Regions from separate parts of the Mus musculus genome. Here all the other regions are linked to region 2. The links are chromatin contacts, called in public promoter capture Hi-C maps. All regions are on one chromosome and are shown on one strand. The core of a region is the stretch at or near the end of the contact, and the rest is flanking DNA. Distances in the headings are between cores, read along the strand shown.

What was found. Promoter capture Hi-C pulls out the DNA fragments that hold promoters and counts their contacts.
Region 1: a promoter capture Hi-C map of embryonic stem cells shows a contact between it and region 2, with 2.9 times the contacts expected there. The contact joins the promoter of Ctdspl here to the promoter of Exog in region 2. A contact is called at or near these places in 6 of 39 promoter capture datasets (cranial neural crest, embryonic stem cells, erythroid cells and 3 more), 1 of 15 datasets of contacts at CTCF or cohesin (embryonic stem cells), 10 of 484 Hi-C or Micro-C datasets (B cells, the G1E-ER4 cell line, LSK cells and 5 more), 2 of 115 datasets of contacts at active chromatin or transcription factors (embryonic stem cells and forebrain) and 2 of 9 other capture datasets (adipose tissue and embryonic stem cells).
Region 3: a contact with region 2 is called in a promoter capture Hi-C map of pre-B cells, with 2.6 times the contacts expected there. The contact joins the promoter of Rpsa here to the promoter of Exog in region 2. A contact is called at or near these places in 3 of 39 promoter capture datasets (hippocampal neurons, liver and pre-B cells) and 1 of 115 datasets of contacts at active chromatin or transcription factors (large pre-B cells).
Region 4: a promoter capture Hi-C map of embryonic stem cells shows a contact between it and region 2, with 2.1 times the contacts expected there. The contact joins the promoter of Csrnp1 here to the promoter of Exog in region 2. A contact is called at or near these places in 3 of 39 promoter capture datasets (the 3T3-L1 cell line, embryonic stem cells and hippocampal neurons) and 2 of 9 other capture datasets (liver and pancreatic islet).

Annotation. Positions count from the first base shown.
Region 1 is chr9:118,925,184-118,927,883 of GRCm38.p6, reverse strand. It overlaps Ctdspl (CTD (carboxy-terminal domain, RNA polymerase II, polypeptide A) small phosphatase-like), which reads right to left and starts at 1,348. Exons shown (of 8, transcript NM_133710.3): 1 at 944-1,348. The coding sequence starts at 1,022.
Region 2 is chr9:119,443,700-119,446,399 of GRCm38.p6, reverse strand. Exog (endo/exonuclease (5'-3'), endonuclease G-like) reads right to left here and starts at 1,440. Exons shown (of 6, transcript NM_172456.4): 1 at 1,250-1,440. The coding sequence starts at 1,412.
Region 3 is chr9:120,126,340-120,129,039 of GRCm38.p6, reverse strand. Rpsa (ribosomal protein SA) reads right to left here and starts at 1,274. Exons shown (of 7, transcript NM_011029.4): 1 at 1,210-1,274; 2 at 418-583. The coding sequence starts at 550. LOC115485682 (a small nucleolar RNA gene) reads right to left here and starts at 260; the gene lies at 105-260.
Region 4 is chr9:119,982,347-119,985,046 of GRCm38.p6, reverse strand. It overlaps Csrnp1 (cysteine-serine-rich nuclear protein 1), which reads left to right and starts at 1,268. Exons shown (of 5, transcript NM_001357562.1): 1 at 1,268-1,428. Gm33800 (a long non-coding RNA gene) reads right to left here and starts at 1,202. Exons shown (of 4, transcript XR_871355.3): 1 at 1-1,202.

The DNA.
Region 1 (2,700 bases), core at 99-2,598, 520 kb after region 2:
CAGATGCAGGCAGCATGGCATTGCCTGGTTAGCCCCTGACCAACTACCCCAAAGGGGACAGCTCTAACGCACTAAGCCACTAAGCGTTTGCCAAGTGCTGCGTAGAGCTCCCCCCACCCACAAGAGGCCGGAGATGCCAGGCGGTGGAGTTCCTGACAGGCTGGTTGGTGGCTGGGAGACAAGCTAAAAAGGAAGTGTGCATATGTGCTTGTGTGTATGTGTGTGTGGTGTTGTGGGGACGGCGCTGCTCCTCGCCTCTCTCCTCCACTTGCACAACCAACTAAATATTTTCAAGACATGGCCTCTCTGTGTTATGCACAAACAGGCACAAGCATGTGTGCACTTGTGTACACAGGATCTTGGTCAAAGCCAGATATGCACATACACCCAAACAGCAAAGAGACACAGTACATTCTGACAGTAGGATAGCGTAGGCATACATTCATACACTCTCTCTCTCTCACACAACTCCATCAGGAGTGAACACACACACACACAAGGTCCACACGCTCAGGCTCTGCACACCGATCACCACCTCTCAGTCAGAGGCATACAGACCTCCACATTAAGTCCACAAACTCACAGCCTGTCAGGAACACACACAATCTGCTAAAAGCATTCACGCCCTTATAATCTCTCAGTTGGCCTGCGCGTACACATAGGTGTGCACACAACCTGTCTCACGCACTGCATGCACACTTAAAACAGCTCTGTGCAGTGCACACATCCGATCCCAACTTCTCAGCCGCTCATGCACACTCACACGAGCTCAGCTGGCACAGGCACCCTCCCAGCCTCCCTCTGCTCCAGGCGCACCCCACACCCACGCACCCTCCTGGCCCGGTACACCCCTCCCCCACGCCCGTGCGGGCGCACACCGAGAACTCCGGCGACGCCGGGTGCACTCACGCCCCCCGCGGCAGCTGCCCGTGCCCCTCCTCACCTTTTTCGCCCGCGACGGGCGACCGGGCCTCATCCTCCTTGGGGTTGGTCACCTGGGTGATGATGGCCGGACCGTCCATGGGTGCGCGCCGCGCCGGCCGCCCGCAGGCCCGGCCCCCCGCAGGCTAGGCGCGGGGGGCGCGCGGGGGCGCGGCGTAGGGGGCGCGCAGGGGCGCGGCGCGGTGGGGCGCTCGCCGCCGCCCGGCCCCGCGCTCCGAGAGAGGCGGCCGGGGCCCGCGCCCCAGCTCCCGCCGTCGCCGCCGCCGCTGGGCTGAAGCGGCCGCCGCCTCGTCAGCATGAACCCCGGAGCCGCGCCCGGGAGAGCCGCGCTCGGGGAGGCGGAGCGGGAGGCCCGGCGCCGCGGGAAGCGCGAGCAGGCGACGGAGAGAAGGAGCGAGCGCGGAGCTAGGGCGGGAGGGCGGGAGAGAGGGAGCGCGAGGGGGAGGGAAGGAGGAAAGCGAGGAGGGCGGGCGGGTGGGTGTGTCCCGGCCCGAGGACTGGCCTCCACCGCCGCCGGCGCTGCCCGCCCGCCCGCCGTCCGCCGCCCGCCGGGGAGAGGGGTGCGGGGCCGAGTCGGGGGGCACAGCGTGCGGGGTGTGGTCTGGGGCGGTGGCGCGCGCGTGCGGGGCACAGAGGGCCTCGGGGTAGGTGGGAGGGTGCGGCGGAGCCTGGGAGATAGAGCAAGCTCAGCGATCGAGGTGTGGGCCGCGCGGCGCGGAATGGAAGCGCGGGGAGTGCTCGGCGGAAGCCCGGGGTGCAGCGGGATCGCCGGCTGAGGCCCGGGGAGGTTTATTCACCCCGAGTCCAGGTACCGTGGGAGAAGATTGCAGTCGGTAGTGGGTTCCGGGTGAGGGACGTCCTGACGCTCAAACTGGGAATGGAGGGTTCCGCAGGGGAGCAGGGAGCGAGGCTGCATCGGGGTTCGGGCATAGAGTTGGGGTAATGTAGAGCTAGGCTGTGAGGTGAGCCATAGGGGATGCTGGGCCTGGGGGTGAGGAGGCGATGAGAGGTGCGCGGAGAGTCTGCAGACCGGGCTCACACTGTGTAGTCCGCATAAGCAGCCCGGGCGAGAGTCGGTGTGCAGAACAGTGCGTCCTCGAGGCTAGACCTCTTGGCACATGAGACTGTGGGCACCTCGGCGAGGGGTTCAGCCACTTAAAGACAGAAAAGAGGCTGTAGGTGGCTGATGGAGTGGAAAGGGGCCTGTAGGAGCAGAGCTGGGCCAGGACTCGAGTACATGAGCATCGGGCTGCTGTCAGGTCTGGGGTGACAGCCAAAGCTGGGTGTGAGCAGGTGCCCATCAGCTTCGGAGGGTCTGAGCATTTCGGCACCCGCACGCACCTTCTTGCTCCAACTTGCAGGCCCCACTTGCAGCCCTGTCAACCGGTGGGCGGGGGCAGTGCTGAAGGGGGCGGGCCGCGGGCGCTCGCGCGCGCTCCTCACCAATTACCGCTGTGTGGGCGGAGCTGAAGCTCGTGACTGACAGACGGGCTGGAGAAGACAATCTAACTCCGCCCATTCGCCAGTTTGCGCGCGCACTTGCCCCCTACTCCCCTACCCGCCTCTCCCCGGGTGGCTTTCAAGAGGGGAGGCCTGCTGGGACTTCCTTACTTTTCCACGCCGGTGCGATCCCGGCGCTGGCACCATTCAAGCCGCGTGTTCACCGATGAGCGTCTACAAAGTTGGAAAGAAACTTCCAGAAGCGCCTCTGGTAGACGCGAGCCCGCAGACGGGTGAAATCTATGGAGCCTCACTGTT
Region 2 (2,700 bases), core at 191-2,690:
TTTCCACATTAGTTTTCTAAATCTGTCTGTACCACAAACTGTGTGTATGGGGGGTGGGGGGAGAATTCAAAGGAAAACCATAGTGCTACAAGTATAAAAGTGAATGGGAACGTCTTGCGACTAATAGAGACAAAAATGGCCATCATTTTAGTTTTTCATCAACATGATATATCAGCTGCCAGGTTAAGTATCCATTTCGTTTTTTAAAAGACCTTAACTCCAAGAGTGGGTGCACACACCTGTTTCTCCATGTCTCATGCCTGGCTGGGTCACAGTGAGTACTGGCTCAAAGCAAAAACAGAGCAAACAAGCCCACCCACACTGTCCCTCACTGATACTTCCCCAGTGTTTCAGTTCAAGGAAAGACAGACTGCAGCCTTCACTGCAGTGGGGCTAAGAAACTGACACTTCCTCCTAGAGGACTCAACCCGGAGCTGCTTCCAAGTGACTCCTCCCCATGCCTCCCCAGAGCAGTCCTCTGGCACAATGGCAAGTGTCAAAAGAAGCGGGTGGTTCAGCACGTCCTGGAATGAGATGGGTCTGTGCTCACTTCTCTGTCTAAAGATAAGATGCCCCGTAAATTTAAGGATGTACATACTAGGAAGACTGGGTAGCAGATATTCTTTACGGAAACGCCTTCAAACATTCTTGTTGTGATGTTGTCAATTTGACAGAATCTAGAAACACCTGAGAAGCAGGCCTCCGGGTATTCCTATGGGGAGAGGGGGAATCTTGGCTGTATTAAATGATATGGGGATCCCCAGATTAATTATGGGCTGGGCCATTCCCTGACTGGGATTCGCACTGTATAAACTGGGAGAAAAGGGAGCCAAAAGGCAGCACGTTCGTCCGTTTCCTGACAGTGGAGGGACGTGGCCACATTGTATAAACTGGGAGAAAAGGGAGCCAAAAGGCAGCACGCATTCGTCCGTTTCCTGACGTGGCCAGCTGCTTCGAGCTCCTTCCCCGCCACGATGGGGTGCACCTCGAACGGGGAGCTAAAACAGACCCTTCCCTTAAGTTGCTTCTGTCAGGTATACGTTGTCACAGCAACAGGAAAAGAAACTAAGACACTTACTGAAGGCCAATTCTGTACCAGGCACTGTGCTGCACCTAAGGTGGAGAACAAACAGAGTCTCAGCTCGGGGTGGAGCTAAGGATGGAGGGGTGGTGACGTGTGAGCCCGCAGCCAGGTGAAGAATTTGGGGGAGCAGTGGGGAACCGAGCCGGCTTAGGCTTGCAGACTCACCGTGTGGCTGCCTCGCCAGCTTCGCGGATTCCGCGTCCGGACGCCGGAAAAACTGCAGCGCCGTCAGCCCCGCTCCCGCGGCGCCCACTACAGCCCCGGCCAAGAAGCCATTCAGAAATCGCCGCGAGTCCCTGAGACGGGAAGCGAAGCTCTTTGCAGCCATGACTCGCGGGCGCCAGCACTTTGTCTCTGCCACGCATGCGCACGCGGGGGCTCCGAGGCCGGAATGGTCCAATCGCCGGCTCCGGAACCAGGCGCGCATGCGCCATCCCGAACCGCCTCCCAGAGGCCTTCGCTGCTGAGGGTCTCGCGCGTCCCCTAGAGTCCAGCAGGGGAGGCACGCCTACCTCCATCCCTGGTCCTGGCCAGTTAATGGATGGGTTAAGTGTCCTAGCTTGTCAATTTAATGGTGTGTGTGTACTGTCCTCTGAAGAAATTGTCTTTAGTCCCATTTAATAGTGAGTAAATGCTTGTTCATGATCCATCAAAGATCTCCTAACCTGGGATCCAACTCGATGTGATTCCAAAACCTGTACCCCATTGGACTGTTTGGGGCACTTGCTTCAAAGTCAAAATACACATCAGAGTGTTTGTACCACCTATCGAGTTTCCTGGGAAAACAGTACTCAATGGTAGCCAGAGACTCTGGATGGGCCAGAGCTCAGAAGTTAAATCCTTACCAAACTAGTCCAGTGTGTCAGTCCATGTTATCTCTTTTAATTTGTGCCTAGACAAGCAAGATGGTTCATCAGTAAGGGTGCTTGCCACCAAAACTGACACTTGAATTCAGTCCCTGGAACCTACTTGGTAGAAGAGGACTGACTCCTGAAAGCTGTCCTCTCACCGTCACAGGCATGGGCTTGCCATCCTACATGCACAGGTATGTACAGCCAGACATAAATAAGTCGATGTAATAAACTGTAATTGGGCTTGGTGGAGCCGATCTGTAACCCCAGCGCTAGCAAAGACAAGGAAGGAATTTCTGAGCTCCAGATCAGCTTAGACTACATAGTGAGTTCCAAATGAGTCTCAGCTACATCGCAAGACCCTGTCTCAAAAAAGAAGTTAAAATCATCATCTTAGACGATAGGGATTCATCTCAGGACTAAGGTGGTATACACGGGATGCATGCCGTCAAGTAACACTGTAAATGTTAGCCACTTTATGGGACCTCTCAAATTGGTCTTAGACAAAATTGATGGGCAAATGCCCACTGACAAAGGGAGAACATAAGGTCCAGAGAAATGGCTAAGTGATTAAGAACACTGTCAGCTCTTCTAAAGGGTCTGGGTTCAATTCCCAGCACCCACATGGTAGCTCATGACTGACACCCTCACACCAATGCACATAAAATAAAATTAAGTAAATTGTTATTATTTTTGTTTTTTTTTTTAAGACAGGGTTTCTCTGTGTAGCCCTGGCTGTCCAGGAACTCACTCTGAAGACCGTAA
Region 3 (2,700 bases), core at 25-2,524, 680 kb before region 2:
TGAAACCACCACACCCAGCAACAAGTAGTTTAAAGTGGGTGTCCCAGACAGGCTTGCTAGCCTCATAGCCTTGTGAATGGACACTGTGGGAAGGTAAGGCATACGCATGTGGCAGTGACCACTACCAAACTCCAGTCATAGAGGCAAGCTCTACTGGTGTTAGCGAAAATCCTGCCATAAATTCAATGTAGCACACTTCCGACACTCAGAAGTTCACTGGCCAAGACTGGCCTCCACTCTGAGCTTTAATAGTGTGCAGGGTCAGTCAGTCCTCCATGACCTCTGGCCCCTTCCCACACATCCTCTTAGTTACATCACAAGCCAGAGTAGCACTCCAACACCAACCATTCAGTTACCAGGCACTATACCCATTAGAGCACCATAGTCAGGAACTGACTATCACAGGTGGCAACTGACCGTCACTTTTCCTTTTGTAGATGTACTGCTCCATCTGAAAGTCAAGGTTGGTGCCACCTAAGTGGGTTCCCGCAGCAAGGAATTTGAGGACATCCTCCTCCTTCATCTGCAGGACGTCAAGGGCTCCGGACATTGTGTAAGTTTCCCTTTAAGTTACGATGGGAATCTAAAAAAGGAATAAAATTCATCTTTTTTCTTCTGACACTAGAACTCACAAGATTGCCCTGCCTCCTGAGAGGGGGACTAAAGGCGTATGCCACTAGGCGCAGCACATCATCTGAGCTGAAATGGGTTGTGTTCTTATTCCTCCTTGCCTTTCGATTTTTCTGGCCACCTAGTCACTAAGGAAAGTGACTTTGTCAGCAGAGCACATATAGAAAAACTGGACAGTTGAAGTTAGCGCCTCCGCAGGCACACTGACTACAGGATAGCTACTTAAGTATAGCTGCTTCTTTGCACCGAGAGTTGCGCAAAGGCGGCCATGATCGGGGTGCTTCGGGAGTTGTATTTCGAGACTGGCCGGCAGTTCCCGTCCCATCTCCATGCGCCTCACAAGCACTTTTCCCAGCATCTTGCCGACAGGGCCCTCGAGCGTGGCGCGAACCGCAGAAGGGCCCCGCAGTGGCGCCCGCCCCACCTAACTGCGGGCCAGCACGTGGCGCTGCCGCCAGGAGCCAAGCCGCCCCGGCACACGCAGCCTCGGCGCCCTCCGCGCCCACCCATGGCGCGGGAAGCTAGTAAGCGCGCGTCCCGCGGCGTCCGGAGACGCCGAGGGCTCCACGTGAGACTCACCAAGAACAACGCCGTATGGACCCGTCCCCGGGTAGCGCGAAAGGACGGGCGGCCGGAAATGACGTCCTTAAATAACCCACAGCCAGCCAATGGCAAAGCAGGCTAAGCAAAAAGGGAGAACTTCCGCTCCGGAAAAAGCCTCTGGCGCACGCGCAGATTCAGTGAGTGGGCCCGCTGTAGCGCGCGCGGAGCGGAAGTTAAAGTGGCCCGCGCCTGCGCGGCTGCAGTCGCTGCACAGACCCCAGGCCGGAAGTAGCTGGGGCGAGGGGGGGGAGTGGGGGGGGGGGAGCGAGCGTGGAAAGTCCGTAGCTTTTGGTCCGCTGAGTGACGAATAGGCTTCAAGCTGGGCCACCTATGTCAGGATTAACTCCAGGAGCACACACCCGCCTGCCCCTCTGGTACTGGCTCCTTCCTACATTTGAGAACTACAAAATAGTAGTTACCCAGTAAGATATTACAAAAGTGTTGAAGGGAGCAGGGAGAAATTTGGATGCGTCATCTATTTACAAAGCGTTTATTACTGTATTCCATGTCTCAAGTAATCTAGAGATGACTTGGAGTCTGTGGGAGGGTTGTGGTTATTAGAAAATACCAGACTATTTTTGTTTTGTTTTGTTTTTCGAGACAGGGTTTCTCTGTACAGCCCTGGCTGTCCCGGAACTCACTTTATTGACCAGGCTGGCCTCGAACTCAGAAATCCGCCCGCCTCTGCCTCCGGAGTGCCGGGGCTAAATAAAGGCGTGTGCCACCACGCCCAGCTCAGACCATTTTATATTAGGGACTTGAGCATCTATGGGTTTGGCATCCATAGGTGGTTCTGGAACAAATCCCACAGATACTGAAGGATAACCATATATGCATACAACAAAAATAATAGATCAAAAACCCAGAGGAGTGTGGGTGCAGCTCCGTGGTAGAGTACTAACATCGAAAGGCTCTGGGTTTCTTCAGTTCTTGCTGGGGCAAGAGGACCATGAATTTGAAGCTATAGTCATACTCTGTCTCAAAAATAAATATAAAACGGTAAAACTAAAAAGAACAAAGCATTTAACTTGCCACATCGTGAATGTGTATCAAGATATCTTGTTAAGTAAAACAGAATATTCTAAAATCTATTAAGTGGTATGTTCAGGTCAGGTAGTGGTGGCCTATGCCTGTAATCCTAGCCAGCACTCAGGAGACAGAGGCAAGCAGATCTCTACGAGTTGAAAGCTAGTCTAATCTACAAAAATGAGTTCCAGGACAGCCAAAGCTACACAGAGAAACCCTGTCTTTAAAAAAAAGAAAAAATAGAGTGGCCTAGCTCCCTGCGGCTGTCCTTGGTCACGCTTGGTACCAGGCTGAAGCAGTCAAGATGACCTTATTTCAGCTTAGAAGTGAGCACTGGGTTCATATACTTGTCCCTGTAGGATTTGTCTTTGGGTATTATCTAGACAGAAAGGATGGTGAAAAGCTAACTGCTGCTGGGCCGTGGTATTGCACGCCTTTAAT
Region 4 (2,700 bases), core at 19-2,518, 540 kb before region 2:
GAGCAGACTCAGCCACCCGGCAGCTTCTGTGTACCAAAGCTGTGTGTTGAGGATCTCAGACCCCAGATTACCACAGATAAAGGGCAGGCTGACTCCCCCACCCCCACTCTGCTTGTCCTCTGTACACATGTACATCCAGGACTGAAGACTGAAGAAAGGGCCCGTCATCCTCCCCACCCTCGGTGCCATTTAGGCAGGACAGAAGGTCACCTCCCTACTACACCCGGGGGAGGGGAGAATGGAATCCTGAGGGTTGGACTAGCCACTGACAGCATTCATCTAGGACAGTCAGAAGAACCCAGAATGCAGCGGGAGCGGGGCTGGGAGGGGGAGGGTCGAGCTTCCACGAAGGCTTCCAGGAGGAGGAGGCAGTCCTTGCTGAGCCATCCTAGACGTTGTTGGGATTCCCTCAGGTGAGCAGAGTGAGGGTGAAACGTTCCAGGCGGTGCAGTCAGAACGGGAGAGAAAAGCGCTCTAGGTACTGGGTCGAACTGGCCCTGCCGTGGGCTGACGAGGACTCGGGTGGGCTCCTGAGAGAGAAGTTGACTGCTAGAACACACTTTCTTCTGCCTAGTAGTACAGGGAGTTGGCTGCGAGCCTAAGGAAGGTCTTGGCGGGAGCAGAGGAGGCAGCAATCCGCTGTAAGTAGCCAGGGTCCGGCCTAGGAGAAACCAGATTCTTTTTTTTTTTTTTTTTAAGGAGGGATGGGGGTGGGGAAGCTGGTTCCAGCAATCTCTACTTTAGGTATTGTTCGGAGTAAGGGCTCTGGCCCGAGGGCAGAGGTGAAGGCCAGGCCCTAGGATGACCTTTTCTTCTCTCCTCATCCCTGGCTGGTCTCCAGTCTGAGCTAACTTTCTGCGGGATCTGGGAAAAAGAGGTGGGGTGAGGGCCGGGGAAGGGTCCTCAGATTGAATTGATAATAATCTGCCCTGGGCGGGTGGAGGCAGGGGAGGAGCTTCCATCGCTCGCAGCCTCAGTCTACCCAGTCTGCAGCTCGGGACTGCTCGGCGTGGAGAAGCGGGCATCTCTAGGACCCGGCTCTGCACGAAGCTCGGCTCCGCGATCTTAGGAGCCGAGCGCGGAGCAGCGGCGTCGCGGCCCGGTCACAGTCCGCGGGGAGGCTCGAGGCGGGGGAGGGGGCGGTGCCTCCGGGGCGGGGCCGAAGGCTGCGGGCTGCGGGGCGGCCTGGCGGGAGGCCCGGCGTGCGTCAGCGCCGTGAGCCCCGGAGTTTTCCACTGACGAGGAGGGCGGAGCCGCGGGCGGGGCCGGGGCTGAGCCAGTCTCTCCCGCCGCCGCCGGACGCGCAGACCTGGGCCGGCTGCACCGACGGCCGCCCGGCCGAGCGCACTGCGGGTCGCTGTGTGCGCTGCGACCCTGGGGCCGGCACACGAGTGGCTTCGGTGAACTGGGCGAGCCCTGCTAGCTTAGGTGAGTGCCACGGTTCCTGAACGCGGCGGGATGGGAAATGGGGCAGGGGGCGTCTCGGGTGAGTGGCGCTGTCACTCCAGCTCCCCGCTGATCTCCCTTGGGTCCTCCGGAGGGGACGCCGGGATCCGGCCTCCGAGCCCGACTGGAGATCTGGCGCCTGGAGTGAGAGCCCACGGCTGCGAGGTGGCGGGGGGGGGGCAGGCTTCCCCTCCCCCGCCTCGTTGTGGTTACCCCAGATGTCCAGGCGCCCCAAAGCCGGGCGCAGGTGGCAGTGGGACGGGGCGCGCGTGCCCGCGGGTGAGTTTCCTTTTGACCTAGTTGCCTGAGAACTTTTCAGAAGTTACTCGCGTGGCCGGGGCAGGTGACATTGGTCGTCTTCCTCCTCGGGCTCCCTAGGGGGAGGGTGCCCGAGCTGCGGCGTGTGCCGGGCGCCCTCGGCAGGCGGGGGTCAGGGAGGGTTTGGAGGGATGAGTGAGGAATGAGCGAGGCTTGGTGAGTCACGGACCCCGGGAGGGAGGCGGGGGGGAGAAGGATTGTGTCGTATGTTCACCTGTCACCGTCACACTCAGAGGCCACTGCCGTGAGTCACCGGGGCGCAGCTACACCGACCACCCGCGGGCACACGTAGGCTCTCTCCCACGCACCTCTACTCCCTCTTCTGCATGCATTTCCTCTCCTTCCTCAGTTTCCCCTTCCCGGAGGTCCTTTCGCCTTCATGTACTGTAGAAAAGCCTACACCACAGCAACGGCCACACACTTAGTCACTCGGGTTGCCGATACAGTCACTCCCAGATGTAGCCCACCTTCCTGACAACAGAGAATTCCTCCCTCCTCTCTAGCTACCCACCCAACATCTCTGGACCGAAGTCTCAGCCTTCTGCAGAGAGTAAGTCAATACTCTCTGCCCCCAAATCTTTGACAGCCCCGCCCACATCTCCCGAGCTGTCACCAAATCCACCCCCTTTTCTCCTTTGCGCTTGTCCTGTCAGTTCACCTGGCCCTACCCTGTGTCCTACGGGTCACACCCTCTCTGGCTCAGGCGCTGAGCCATCTTTCAACCATGCAAATCTAGAATTGTCAGTCCTTACTTACGCACTTGGGTGGCTTCCTGTGCCCTCGGGCTAACACAGGCCCTCTTAGTTGCATCGCCACCAGAAGGCGCACTGGCTGTCCTTGCTCCAGTCCCTGTACCATGCAGTGTGACCCCCCCCCCCCAATCTGGAACTCTGCCAACATCCCTCCTTCAGAGGAGCCTGCCTCGTCCCCAGTTCT